Linked DNA regions of Mus musculus: regions 2, 3 and 4 are each linked to region 1. A link is a contact called in public Hi-C and HiChIP or PLAC-seq data. All regions are on one chromosome and are shown on one strand. The core of a region is the stretch at or near the end of the contact, and the rest is flanking DNA. Distances in the headings are between cores, read along the strand shown. Region 1 overlaps Nudt4 (nudix (nucleoside diphosphate linked moiety X)-type motif 4). Region 2 overlaps Eea1 (early endosome antigen 1). Region 3 holds the start of Eea1 (early endosome antigen 1). Region 4 has its middle 20 kb from the start of Gm24433.

Region 1 (3,111 bases), core at 292-2,791:
CTACTACTATGCCTACCATCTTCAGTGCAAAGTTTTTTTTTTGTGTGTGTGTGTGTGTGTGTGTGTGTGTGTGTGCGCGCGCGTGCATGCCTGTGCTCATGTATGCACACGTGTAAAGGCTAGAGAACAGCTTTTGGGAATGATTTTCCTCTACTGTAGGCTCCCAAGATCCAACTCAGCTTTTCTGTGCTGAGCCATCCTGCCAATGCCAATTTTGAGGTGTGTGTTTTATATATACACACTTCTGTCTGCATTGCTACACTATGCACCGTCACACTGGAAACAGCCGTGCTGGTCACTGGGCCAGAGCCCTGAATTAAAATGCTTTTTTTCTCTATTCAAGCAGAATCAAGACCGGAAGCACAGAACATATGTTTATGTTCTGACTGTCACTGAAATATTGGAAGACTGGGAAGACTCCGTGAATATAGGTGAGCTTCTGTTCCTTTACTCCGTCCCTCCCACCTGCCATTCCTTCTGGTCCCTCCCACCTTCTGCCATTCCTTCTTAACTGATTTTTTTGGTTACTGTTTTGAGAGGGGTGAACATGTAGTTCTACTTTTGAACTACCTTATGATTTTTCCCTACCATATTATTAAGTCATTTAGGAAGTAAAAAACTCATTGTTTGGGGGGAAAGAAAGGAAATCTTGTATATTAGTAGGGTATGCCTTCTTAAACTGACCTGACAGTGACTGCTGCTGTACTCTTCTCTAGGAAGGAAGAGAGAGTGGTTCAAAGTAGAAGATGCAATCAAGGTTCTTCAGTGTCATAAGCCTGTCCACGCAGAGTATCTGGAAAAACTAAAGCTGGGCTGTTCTCCGACCAATGGAAATTCCTCGGTCCCTTCCCTCCCAGATAACAATGCCTTGTTTGTGACTGCTGCGCCGCCCTCTGGGGTGCCATCCAGTATAAGATAGAGGGTTGGGGTCCCTCCCCCATCATGTGATGCACATGTCACAAGGAGAGGCTCTTTCACTTCTAACACACCTGACTGCTGCTGGCAAACTCTGTATTTGCTATGCAGGGATTTCAAATAATTTGCATGTATTTCATCTGCTTTCAAGTCTTTTAAAATAAATAACAAAATAGCAAAAAATATTTTAAGATGCCAAAGCCATGTGGAATTTTTTTTAAAGCCTTCATTGTACCCCATTCCTTTGGTTTTCATTTTTATAACCTTTTTGACATTTTCACTTTTGTCCACTTAACATTCTATGGTTTGTTTTGACAGATCAACTGGTTATTGGGTATATTTTTTGCCCAATTTTTTTTTTTCTTACAGTATCAAAATAGACACCAAATCTTTGTTGGGAATTAATGAAAAATTCTTGGTATTTAAAGAAATCTATCCACCCCAAAACTTAAAGAGAGTCATATTCTCCCTTTGTAAACTGCAGATTTGGGCCGTGTTTGTATGGGCCAGGAGCCTTTGACAAAGCACTTCAGCTTCCTGTTTCTGAGAATTTGTTCACAGGCAGAATTATGTCACGGTCCATGTACTAGGACCGGTTCCCCTCTGCCACAGTGATTTGATGTGAAAGTGTGCCGTCTTTTAGGGAAAACTGTCAGTACTTACACGTGGCTCTGCATAGCTCATCCTGAAACTGGTTATAGAAATCTATTTAGCACGCTCAGCTGCTATTTCCCTTCTTTGACATAGACTCTATTAGGGGCCACATTTCCCTCAAGGGTGAGTACTCTTTAAATATATTTTCAGTTTCTGATTTAGAGACATTGTTCACCACTGGACTAGACTAACCTTGGATGCCGGTCAGTGACGACTTTGTCACACTAAATAAGATGGCTGTTCTAGGCCTAAGACACTGTCTTGAGGGTCAGTAAGTGACGAGTCAGATGAGTTAACTGTGGGGAAACTAGAACATTCGAGCCAAGAATTATTGTACCTCGCCTTTGTGCTGACTCAAAATTGGCCATCCCATGAAAAAGTACCATGACTTCATGGAGGAAGTGAAGGGGGAGAAGAGGAAAAGATCTTTAGCCATTATTAACCTTTTGTAAATACTCTAACTGGCAAGCTTAAGACAGTGAAGACATTTGTTCTGTCGCTTGTTAACCTTTAAACTGTAATAGTGCTGCTGACAAGGGTCCTTGCCTGTAAGGAAAACTGGCACCGTTTCCATAATGAGATCTTGGGCCACCGATGCAGCAGAACTAAAAGCATTAGATTCCAAAGCAGAAGAACTCAGCCAGTAGTACTCATTCTAAATTATGTAGTGTAACCAAGCGTGATCGTCCAGACCTTTTATATTTTTCTTTGTACAGAGGTCATGTACTCTGGGTGTTTTAAAAGAAACATTTTAAAGAAACCCACAGATTGTCATTCTCTATCTTGTTTTCTCACGATTCTCTGCAATTCTTCCCTGTACTAAACACAACAGAGAAACTGGACTGTTTTGTATAGAATACTGCTTCCAGCAAATAAACCATCACAAGTGCTTGGGGGTTTGTATGTACACGATACTCTCAGAGGTAATAATGCATGAACCTATTTTATATGTAAAATATGTACAGTATTCATGTCAACCATCTCTTTAAAAGTTAGCCTATAAATATTGTTGTATAATTTCTTTGGTCAGAAACATTTGGACTAAGTCATGTCACCTGGGTCAGGATTTCTTTCAGTGCCATTTAGCAAACTGTCTTTAGTCTATGCAAATAGCAAAGATTTACAGAATGCAACTGAATGCAGCTTCACTGTTAAATTTCACCTGAGGGCTCCTCATTATTCTTCTGGAACCCAGAACTTGAAAGATCTAAAGGAAATTGAATCTAGTAGAGCTCATGTCTACCAGCCCAGCCGCCTGCAGCGGGGAGACTGCTGTTTGTGCTTATCTGTGCAGGCGCTGAATAAAACGGGGCAGCTAAATTCTCCAGTTCCATGTGCCTCCTAATGTTTAAAAGAAAAAAGCAAAGTAACTTGTTAAAAATTGACTTGCAAAAAAGTAGAAACTGTTGGGTGGTGGTGTAAAGAAATGGCATTTTCCCACCAAGGACAAGCCATCCAGTTGTCAGTCACACCGTATGAAGCAGCAAAGGTGAAGGAGAGAAAAGGGTATGTGTACAAGAGTTGCTTTGCATGGTCTCATCT
Region 2 (3,111 bases), core at 354-2,853, 440 kb before region 1:
CCATATTGATGGCTTAAAATATTTAAAATGTATTTGCTTCTAAACAGGAATTTACTGGAAATACAAGTTATAACTTACACTACTGAGAATGTATTTATGAAATATGACACGCTGGCACATGTCCCAGATCTTGAAGGACAGTTTCCAGAAGGCCTTGTTATCACAAGAAATGACAATTCCATTGTTACTGCCCTTAGACTTTTCAGTGAGATGAGATGAGAAAGTAGAGGCCAATAATTTGTGTTGAGCCTCAGTTTTTTAAGCCATTTAAGTATACTGTCAGAAAAATAGAATAACATAACCTTGATGTTTTAAAAACTGATAACTGATTCTCTCTTAAAGCAATGTATATAGATGATTGATTGATAGATGATAAACAGACAGATATAGATAGATTGATGATAGATATAGATGATAGACGATATATGATAGAAACAGATGATAGATAGATAGATAGATAGATAGATAGATAGATAGATAGATAGATAGATAGATAGATGGTAGATAAATAGTAGTCTAATTTTTAATTGTGTGTATGCATAAGCACATGTATGCAGGAGGCCAGAAGAGGACACTGGATCCCCTGGAACTGCAGTTACCAGCACCTGGGAGCTGCCTGATGTGCGTGCAGGGGATTGAGCCTGGGCCCTCAGCAAATGCAGCAAGCACACTTAATTACTGAGCCATCTCTCCAGCCCCTTCACTTCTTTTGAGACAAGGTCTTGCTATGCAGCCTAGACTGTCTTTGAACTCATTTTCTGGCCTCTGACTTCCAAGTGCTGGGATTACACACACACTATCATACCTAACACAGCAAATTCTTAATGGCACATGTTTAAGAAGGTTATCTTTGCTTTCCATATATGTTCCCAAATTCATTAGAATTATACAGATTATTTAATAGGCTGTTACACAAAAAATAAATTAGGAAAGTATTTATATCAAGCCCCTTACAAAAGAGTATAATGCTTAATTTTCAACAATAAAAATAAACAACTAATAAACATGCTTTAAGAATTTAAAGTGCAATTACTTGCTGCTGTAGCCCTTGATATTTTTCTAATTCTTTCTTTAATTCTTCTGAGTACCATTTTTCTTCCTGATAAGAAAGATTTTAATTAGTAAATTTTAAAGCAGTTTTTAATGTGAAACTCTAAAAATAAACAATCATTAGCATGTTTATTTTTACCTTAAGTGAGGCCTGTAGGTCTTGGACCTCTTGTCTGAGTAGTGTTATGTCATCTCTAAAGATGCATGAGGAGAGAGGAAAGGTCTTTTAATTTACGAGCTTAGCAAGTGATAATCAGAAACTTTTAATGTTATAGCTTTCTCAATTATTTTAAAAACACTGAATGTTTTCTGTATATAAAAGCCTTTAGAAAAAATAATTTCAGTCTTAAAAGTACATGGTTTGCAAACACAAACAATTCTCAAGCAAATAATAAGCTAATTACCAAGTGCCTAGAGCAGAAACAAAGTTGCCAACAATACTCAGGAATGGCTCCCTGACACAGTTTGGGTAAAATCCAAAGCTGCCAGCAGTACTGTAAAATGTGCATGATCTGCCCCTGCCTGGTCACTCTCCCCTTCATTCACTTGGCTGTATAACACTGGATTGTTTCTGACTCAAACCCACAAGAAGTTACGTAAGCTGACAAGCTAGGGAGGAAGACCATGATAATTGAGGACAGATTTAAATTAAGTAGTATGAGAACATTACAATTTCCAGAAAGTAATTAATGTTGACATAGCAATTATATCACATGTGCAGTCCATGACAATATCCCATTTCAAACTAGTATACTGTACCGTGTCAAAGCAAGACCGGCCTCTCCACCATGACCCGAGTCATTACCAGCATCATGAACGGCCTGATAGTGCTTGAAAAGCTCATCAGCAGAGCCAAGGGATTTCATACACTGGGGACATATGAAACCCTATAAAACGGGGAACCAGAAAGTTTAAAAACTATTTAATTTTGAAGAACAACACTTAGCATTTATGAAATATAGCCAAATTTCATAGTCATACCATAATTGCCATTAAATAAACTGTAATGTATAATGATAAGCCACAATTCTATTATCAAGCAAAGGTATTTATTTCACTAACAGTTCTGCTTAAAGTATATAAAACATAAAGAAAACACAGCTATCTTTTAGGCTGTACCAAATTAATGGCTAAAGAAATGAATGAGACATTAGTTTGAGTTTTTTTTTTTTTTTTCGTTTGTGAGACAGGGTCTCACTATGTAGCCTTGCATATCCAAAAACTCACAACGTAAATCAGGATGGCCTTGAACTCACAGAGCTCTACTTGCCTCTGCCTTCTGAGCACTGGAATTTAAGGGGTGTGCCATGACAACAAGTTCTAGATTATTAGTTGAAAACATTTTCCACCACAATTTTTCTGTGTGTGTATTCTCATTAAAGTAACAATTGTTCTAATCTAATTCATAGGAATATAAAAAAAAGGTAAGCTGTTGAAATGATTTTGTCACCAAAGGGAAAAATCAAGACCGTAAGTGTCTCACACAGAGCTCTATTGGCCAAGTGTTGCAAGCAGAAAATACCTATCAGAGTGATGGTGCACACCTATAATTTCAGCAACCCTGAAAGAGAGGCAAAAGGACCAGAAGTTTAAAGTCATCTCAAGCACATAGTAAGACCAACATTGGGTACATGAGACCCTGCTTCAAACTAAATGGACAGACAAACAAATAAATAATTGCTAGCCTAAGGCTAACATAATAAAAGCCCTAAGCTAATGAAAAGTCTAATAAAACATAAGCAGCCGATAATCCCAGAATATATGATTTATGACTATCATTGATAATGCTGTTAAGCACTCTGCTATAATTTCATGTTTTCTGTGTTTGGGGTTACAATACAGGACTGAATCATAAAATCAGCATACTTGGCTATAGCTTTAATATTCCACAAAATACATTTGAAGCTATTTTACTAATAGTAAACATTTTATTACATCAATGACAAAAGTATTTATTACAATAAAATAATAAAAACATTTCAAAAACGCCCTTACAAATTAACTGTTAGAGGTAGCTAGAACAACTAAAACTGTTTTCTATTGGATCCATACTACACACCA
Region 3 (3,111 bases), core at 381-2,880, 390 kb before region 1:
AAGCAACTCCCAAATCAGAAAACATTGTTGATAAACTTAAAAGCAAACCACAAACTCCTTTTCTCTTGGGTAACTGTATGGGGGGGGAGGGGGTGCACTCACGTGTGCGTGTGTAACCTGAGGTTAAGGTAATCAGTTCTCTTAAGCAAATCAAGCCATCAATCATGCACAGAAGCCTTTGCTGTTGAACAAAGCAGCTGATGGGGAGAGTAAAGGGTATGCCCTTGCTTGCTACCAAGGTTCAGCTCTATCAAAGTTTCAAAAAAACTACCAAAAACGATTGCAAAAGGAAAAAAAAAAAAATCCAATGTCCCCACAGAGGGCCAGAGCAGACGTTAACTATGTTTCCTCTGATGTATGACCAGATGACTTCAATGTTTCACAGAAGCTGTCTAAACAGAATCTTCCCTTCCTGTGTACTGGCTGACTCAACCCTCCTTGGCACATTTCTTAACTAAATGCTACACATTCAGTAAGTTCTTGTCCTTTGAACTAATTCTCCTACTCTCTAGGTAACATCTCTTTACATTAACCAGCTGCAGAAGGGAGCGAATGGAAGCTATCCAAAACACTTGAGTAGGCAACTCTTATTAGAAGCGATTTTAATTATGTTATTCTAGGAACTGGTACCTAAACAAAACATCTACGGCTTTCCAACGCTCTTACCTTTTTACCCTCAAGATTTCCCAGATTTTACATTGAGATAGCCCTGGTGGAAACTAAACTGGAGTGTATCTGCCGTTTGAGCCATTTAGTCCTGGATAACTAAAATGAGGTTCTGGGTCTTGGAGAGGAAAATGCACTTGTAATTCTTAAAAGAAACTTTCCAACAGTGAGTAATATCTTCCTTCTCCACCGACTTTGGCAGTTCAGCGTCTTCAAGTCCCAGGACTAGGCCGGGTCTCCCATGACCCTCCTGTACCGTGCAGATAGATGAGTAAGGAGGCAGACAGGCAGGTGCGTGTCGTGGGAAGGTGGTGGCACGCTGGGGCAGGGAAGGGCCCCGCAGCCGCCCGCAGCCGAGCACCCACGGGCGCGGAGCCGGGAGCGGGGAGCGGGGAGGGGCGCGCGCGGGCACCACACCCTCCAGCCCGTGGTGACAGCCCCGAGCGCGGGAGCCGAGGCTGGAGGCCCTCCGGGCTCCGGCCTGCGCCCCGCCCCACCCGCAGCCCGGCTCCGGCAGGACCAGCAGGCCTCGGCGCACGCTGTCACCGGGCCTAGCGGAGCTCTGAGCGCCCCCGCCCTCCAGCCCGGGCTGCCCCGCGGCCGGGCTCGGACGCTCGCGCTCACGTGCTGCCGGAAGGACGGTTTCACTCTTACCCTCTGCAAGATCCTTCGAAACATGGTTTGGCCGGCCGCCGCCGCCGCCGTCACCGCCGCCGCCGCCGCGGGGACTCTCCGCGCCCTTATGCGGGTTACTCACGACTGGAGGGCGCGAGGGGCCGGCAGCCGAGCCGGGAGGGAGGAGGGCGGGGAAGAGGCGGCGGTGGACGCGGCTTTGGCGGCCCCGACTTCCCCACAGGCGGCGAGAGGCTCACGAGCACGAGCCAGCGAGGAGGGAGCCAGCGAGCGCCCGCCTGCCGGGCCGCCCCCGTAACTGACAGCTGGGCGGGCCCGCCCGCCCGGGGCCGAGGGGCGGAGCCGCTGCAGCCCCGCCTCCTCGGCCTGTCCATCCGCGGGGAGGGCGGGGCCGGAGGGAGGGCCGGCCCGAGGCTTCGACCAATCGGAAGCGGGGCTAGTGTGAGAGACAGGCCACAGGAAGCTGGTGCCTTGGCTTCTTCCGCCGAGAGCTTGGACCTTGGGTGCCGGACCCTGCTCGGGAATGTTGAGGGTTGCCTGGTGTTCTGATGGAGAAGATGCGTGGGGACCTCACGGGTCCCGCCTGGAGGTGTCCCCCACACGGGGATGGAAGAACAGGTTTTAGAGCTAACTTCAGCTGAGCCCCAGCCTAGGATGGAAGTTTGCTAGCGCTCTTAGTGCAGCAACCCCGAGCCGGATCCTCCTCTTGGCTGGAAAGGCTGATTCGACCTCTAAACTCCAAGCCATTGTGGACCCGAGAAACCAAGGCTTACTTAACTGTGTTGGGCTTCCCCCTGCTTTTCCATACCCAGGTTACCCGCTTCCTTCCTGCTTCTGATTGCAATCAGAGCAACAATAAAACATGGGAGGAGGCTGGGTTTGGGATTAACTAGAGAAGTTTGGGTTTATCCTTTTGTGACAGGGCAAAGGTTTCTTCATCTTATTTCAGCTGGAGCCATCCTTGTTTTAAGCTGAAACACACACACTTTTACTAGCCCTTCCGTGGGAAAGCACCTAACTATGTTCTAAAAGCAAGGGGTAGAAATACCCCAGCTAACTTCGTGTCCTTGGCTTCTGTTTAACCACTTGCTTGCTTCCTCCTTCAACTGCCAGCTAGGATGTGAGTTTTCTGTGTTCTTTGTCTCTAGAAACTCTCTGTAATGTGCATTCGGGGTTGCTCTGTTATAAGTGTTTCTCTCCCAGGCAATTCCAGTGCTTGGGAGGCCTCTGCCAGGTTCTAGATGACTAAACTGCACAAGGTGAAACTTGGGATACTGACAGTACCTAGTGACCTGGGAGCTGAGAGAGCAATCAGAAAGGCTGGGAACTGGGGATGCCTAGATTGTGGGGTGGGGGAAAGCATTGAATACCTCAGGTAAGGTTTCTCTATCTGTAGCTAATAATCCTAGGGACTTGTGGAAAAGCTAAATGCAGTGTCAGTTTCTGAGTCGGTGGGGCCTCCAGGACGCTGTTAGGTCAGGATTGTGGGGGTGGGGGGGCTACCAGATTTGAGAACTTTGTCCTATTTTTGTATTGTGTAGATTGCTTGTGCTGTTCATTGTTCTTGAGAAATTTAAAATCATGGGTCAAAATTCTTCTACCCAGAAAACCCCTTGAATCTGATGAACTCTCATTTTAAGAGTCTCCAGAGGAAAGCTCACGAGTCTGGAGAACAGATCTCAACGGGAAAATTAACTACTTTGTGTACCCTTGATTGGTCTTCACTTCAGGTGGGCTGGCCTGCTGAAGGCTACTTCAGCCTTCCTCTTATGCACAAAGGGCAACGTGTGGTCTCTAATAAACCAGGACACC
Region 4 (3,111 bases), core at 255-2,754, 370 kb before region 1:
CTTCCTTCCTTCCTTCCTTCCTTCCTTTTCCTTTCTTTCTTTCTTCCTTTCTCTCTCTCTCTCTCTCTCTCTCTCTCTCTCTCTCTCTCTCTCTCTCTCTCTCTCTTTCTTTCTTCCTTCTCTCATATATTACATCTCAACCACAGTTTCCTTTCCTTCCCCTCCCCTTACATTTTACTCTTCCCTCATCCTTGCCTCACTTCTCCCCCAGATTCACCCCAACTCTGCCTCCTTTCAGAGAAGACCTCCCAGGAAACACGGCATAGTAAGATACAAAAACACCCAGCACATACCATCAAACCTGGACAAGGCAACCCAGTAGGAGGAGAAGGGTCCCACAAGTAGAATAGAGTCAGAGACAGCCCTATTTCCACTGTTAGGATTTCCACAAGAACACCAAGCTATCCAACCATAACATATATGCAGTGGACCTCGGTCAGATCCCTACACACTCTCTGATCTCTGCAAATTTCCATGAGTCTGGGTCAGCTAATTCTGTCAGCCATGTCCTCATGGTGTCCCTGACCCCTCTGGTTCCTCCCATCCTTCTCCCTCTCCTCTGAAGCACTCTTCACAATCAGCTTCATGTTTGGCTCTGGGACTCTGCATCTGCTCACATCCATTGCTGGATGAAGTCTCTCCGGTCTCTTTGATGACAGTCTTGTTAGGCTCCAGTCGCAGCACACTCTGCGGGCAGGACAGACTGTAGATCAAAGGTTTTTATGGCTGGGTTGGTGTCCCAACCCCTCCACTTGAGATCTTGTCTGGTTACATAAAATGGCTGGTTCAGGCCTCATGTTCCCCATCACTAGGGGTCTTTGTTAAGGTTACTCTTGTAGATTCCATGGAGTTTCCATGGTACCAACTTTACCCCTTGTCCCCTAAAGTCCCCCAATTCCACTCTCATTTCTCCCAGTATTTTCACTCTCTTCCCCCACACACCTGATCCCTCCTTCTCAACCCCACCCATCCCCACACCACGTGCAAAATCTATTTCCCCTTCTCGGGGAGATGTTTGTGCCCCGGCGCCACCCTTGGGTCTATGAACTGAAGCATGTTTGTCTTTACTTTACAGCTAATATCCACTTATAAACAAGCACATACCACCATGAGCTAGTTCTTCTGTGTTGTTGTTATGATCAGAGAAGGATTCTAAATTCTTGAGCAACAGGAAAATTCTAAACTATATCCATATAAGTCTAGCGAGACCTGGGTGTAGGGATATAATAGCTGGGAAGTCAAATGATTACCTGGCATGGGCAAAGCCCTGTGTTCTACTCCCAGCAACACAGAAATGTAATGGCAAACCAAACAAAAATGGTCCTCACTTCACGGCACAATCTGAAAAAGTAGACAGGATTTGATTTCCCAGTTTGCTTTCAAGTAAAGCGCTTAGAAAAACTCCATGGGAGTTTTAGCCAGTGCAGTGCTCTCACCTACTGCTCTTCCTCAGGCAGGCCTGCCTGGCAGAGCAAATTCGACCATCAACAGAAGCAAGAAATTCAAAACATTTCCCCAAACAGCAGAAGATGAGGAAGCAGGCCATGTTGACACAGCAACTAATTCCTTACAAATGCCAAGGAAACAAGGGGACTGCTGCGTTCTTTAACATTCCAGATCTGTGCATCATAGGACTGCAAATTTGTTTATTGCTGTGTTTTATTGCCTACAACCTAAAAGACCTGTAATTGATATGTTAAGGTCTGTGTGTGTTCTGTAATTATTGGCTTTAACTCCAGTTACCGATTAAAGATCTGCCTGCTGGGGCCTTAAGGAAACCCAGGGTAAGGAAATGACAAGGTCTGAGGACCTACTGAAGAATTGGCAGGAAACATTTCTATGTTGTTCTCAGCCAGAGTGGGAAGAAACAATAAACTAAGAACTATGAGTGATGAAACAGGAGGGAGAGGGGGAGGGGGAAGAGGGGGGGGAGAGGGAGGGTGAGGGGTTGATTTACTACAGCAAATTGGGCCCAAGGAAAGAATGTAAAAATACACGGAGCATTGGGGGGTTGGAGGGTTGTTTGGCTCTGTGCTTTAGAATATTTGCTGCTCTTGCAGAGGACCCAAGTTCTTAGTACCCACTAGGTGATTCACAACTATCCATAACTGCAGGTGATCTAACACCTTCCGTAGACATCCAGCAATTGCATGGTACACAGACATACCTTCAAGCAAAATATTTATAAACATAAAACTAAAATCAAATGTGGGCCAGTGAGATTGCTCCACAGATAAAAGCACTTGCAGTGCAGGCTGGGGAACTGAGTTTAATCTCTGGAATGCTGTTGGGACATTTCCTCACCTGTGTAAAGGTGTGTCTCTGTATTTTCAATTGTTAATTGTTGGGCCCTGCAGAGAGCACAGTGCTGGCAGGATCTTGGTATTTCTACTGTCATTTCTATAGACCATCACCAGCTTTCTATATGTAAATCCTTGTCCTTTATCCCCTGACCAAAAGTTGATTCTCTGAGGTTATCATATTAAAAAGAAAGGTGCTGCCATGAAGGTCAACCCAAAGAAATGGATCAGGAGTGGTCTTACTGCAGATTGGCTCAGACTGAAGTATGGAATTTTATAAAATAAAAAGCTGACTGCCTGAGGTAGGTCAGGAAGAACTGGAGCAGGACTTCTGGGCAGGCATAGATAGACGCTGGCAGACTCAGGGAGATGAGGAACGGGGTAGAAGAGAGATGGAAGGAATTAGAAGCAGGCAGCGAGAACCACATAGAGAGACGGCATGGCAGAGAAGTCAGGGTAAGTTAGTAGCTAGCGGAGACTACCCCCAGTAAAAGGCCAACAGCTTAAACTCTATAGATGCTTCTAGGTCTTAATTAAACCTCAAGTAGATGCACAACAGAACTCATGGGGAAAGGACAGATACAATGACCTGCATCTGTAATCCCTGAGCTCATGCTGTCAGGCAGGAGGCAGAAACAGGAGAGCTGACCTATAGCATCTCAGGCCAGGGAGCCAGGAGCACACCACCAGGGAGAAACAAGAAAGACCTTTCTCAACAAGGTTCAAGGTGAGAACTGACCTCTACACACATATGCTGTGGCATGCATATGCTCCGCACACAGGCATGTATTCATGCATGTGCATGTATATC

What was found. A called contact is a pair of places that touch in the nucleus more often than the background predicts. HiChIP or PLAC-seq counts read pairs in DNA pulled down with a chosen protein or histone mark.
Region 2: a Hi-C map of bone marrow-derived macrophages shows a contact between it and region 1, with 14 read pairs. The contact joins two enhancer-like sites. A contact is called at or near these places in 8 of 39 promoter capture datasets (the C10 cell line, the HPC-7 cell line, cranial neural crest and 5 more), 2 of 484 Hi-C or Micro-C datasets (T follicular helper cells and bone marrow-derived macrophages) and 2 of 115 datasets of contacts at active chromatin or transcription factors (embryonic basal ganglia and fibro-adipogenic progenitors).
Region 3: a contact with region 1 is called in an H3K4me3 HiChIP or PLAC-seq map of bone marrow-derived macrophages, with 5 times the contacts expected there. The contact joins the promoter of Eea1 here to the enhancer-like site in region 1. A contact is called at or near these places in 25 of 39 promoter capture datasets (the 3T3-L1 cell line, 3T3-L1-derived adipocytes, the C10 cell line and 14 more), 1 of 15 datasets of contacts at CTCF or cohesin (the NIH/3T3 cell line), 7 of 484 Hi-C or Micro-C datasets (B cells, the HPC-7 cell line, bone marrow-derived macrophages and 3 more), 20 of 115 datasets of contacts at active chromatin or transcription factors (the 230-238 cell line, acute myeloid leukemia, bone marrow-derived macrophages and 15 more) and 5 of 9 other capture datasets (adipose tissue, embryonic stem cells, liver and 2 more).
Region 4: a Hi-C map of bone marrow-derived macrophages shows a contact between it and region 1, with 31 read pairs. The contact joins two enhancer-like sites. A contact is called at or near these places in 17 of 39 promoter capture datasets (3T3-L1-derived adipocytes, the C10 cell line, the HPC-7 cell line and 13 more), 1 of 15 datasets of contacts at CTCF or cohesin (the NIH/3T3 cell line), 3 of 484 Hi-C or Micro-C datasets (the G1E-ER4 cell line, bone marrow-derived macrophages and embryonic stem cells), 5 of 115 datasets of contacts at active chromatin or transcription factors (embryonic basal ganglia, embryonic limb bud, embryonic stem cells and 1 more) and 3 of 9 other capture datasets (embryonic stem cells, liver and pancreatic islet).

What each region holds. Positions count from the first base shown.
Region 1 is chr10:95,547,096-95,550,206 of GRCm38.p6, reverse strand. It overlaps Nudt4 (nudix (nucleoside diphosphate linked moiety X)-type motif 4), which reads left to right. Exons shown (of 5, transcript NM_027722.5): 4 at 347-431; 5 at 717-3,111. The coding sequence ends at 919. Among named protein-coding and RNA genes, the nearest start is that of Mir3058, 11 kb to the left of the region's middle. Within about 2 kb of position 1,541, at least 30 of the 459 cell types and tissues checked have an H3K27ac peak or open chromatin away from gene starts, as enhancers often do. A contact at or near this core is called in the 230-238 cell line, adipose tissue, bone marrow-derived macrophages and 2 more, where this site is marked.
Region 2 is chr10:95,988,388-95,991,498 of GRCm38.p6, reverse strand. It overlaps Eea1 (early endosome antigen 1), which reads right to left. Exons shown (of 29, transcript NM_001001932.3): 3 at 1,810-1,937; 4 at 1,190-1,244; 5 at 1,034-1,099. Among named protein-coding and RNA genes, the nearest start is that of Eea1, 49 kb to the right of the region's middle. Within about 2 kb of position 1,603, at least 4 of the 459 cell types and tissues checked have an H3K27ac peak or open chromatin away from gene starts, as enhancers often do. A contact at or near this core is called in bone marrow-derived macrophages, where this site is marked.
Region 3 is chr10:95,939,182-95,942,292 of GRCm38.p6, reverse strand. It overlaps Eea1 (early endosome antigen 1), which reads right to left and starts at 1,630. Exons shown (of 29, transcript NM_001001932.3): 1 at 1,321-1,630. The coding sequence starts at 1,344.
Region 4 is chr10:95,917,439-95,920,549 of GRCm38.p6, reverse strand. No RefSeq gene overlaps it. Among named protein-coding and RNA genes, the nearest start is that of Gm24433, 20 kb to the right of the region's middle. Within about 2 kb of position 1,504, at least 16 of the 459 cell types and tissues checked have an H3K27ac peak or open chromatin away from gene starts, as enhancers often do. A contact at or near this core is called in bone marrow-derived macrophages, where this site is marked.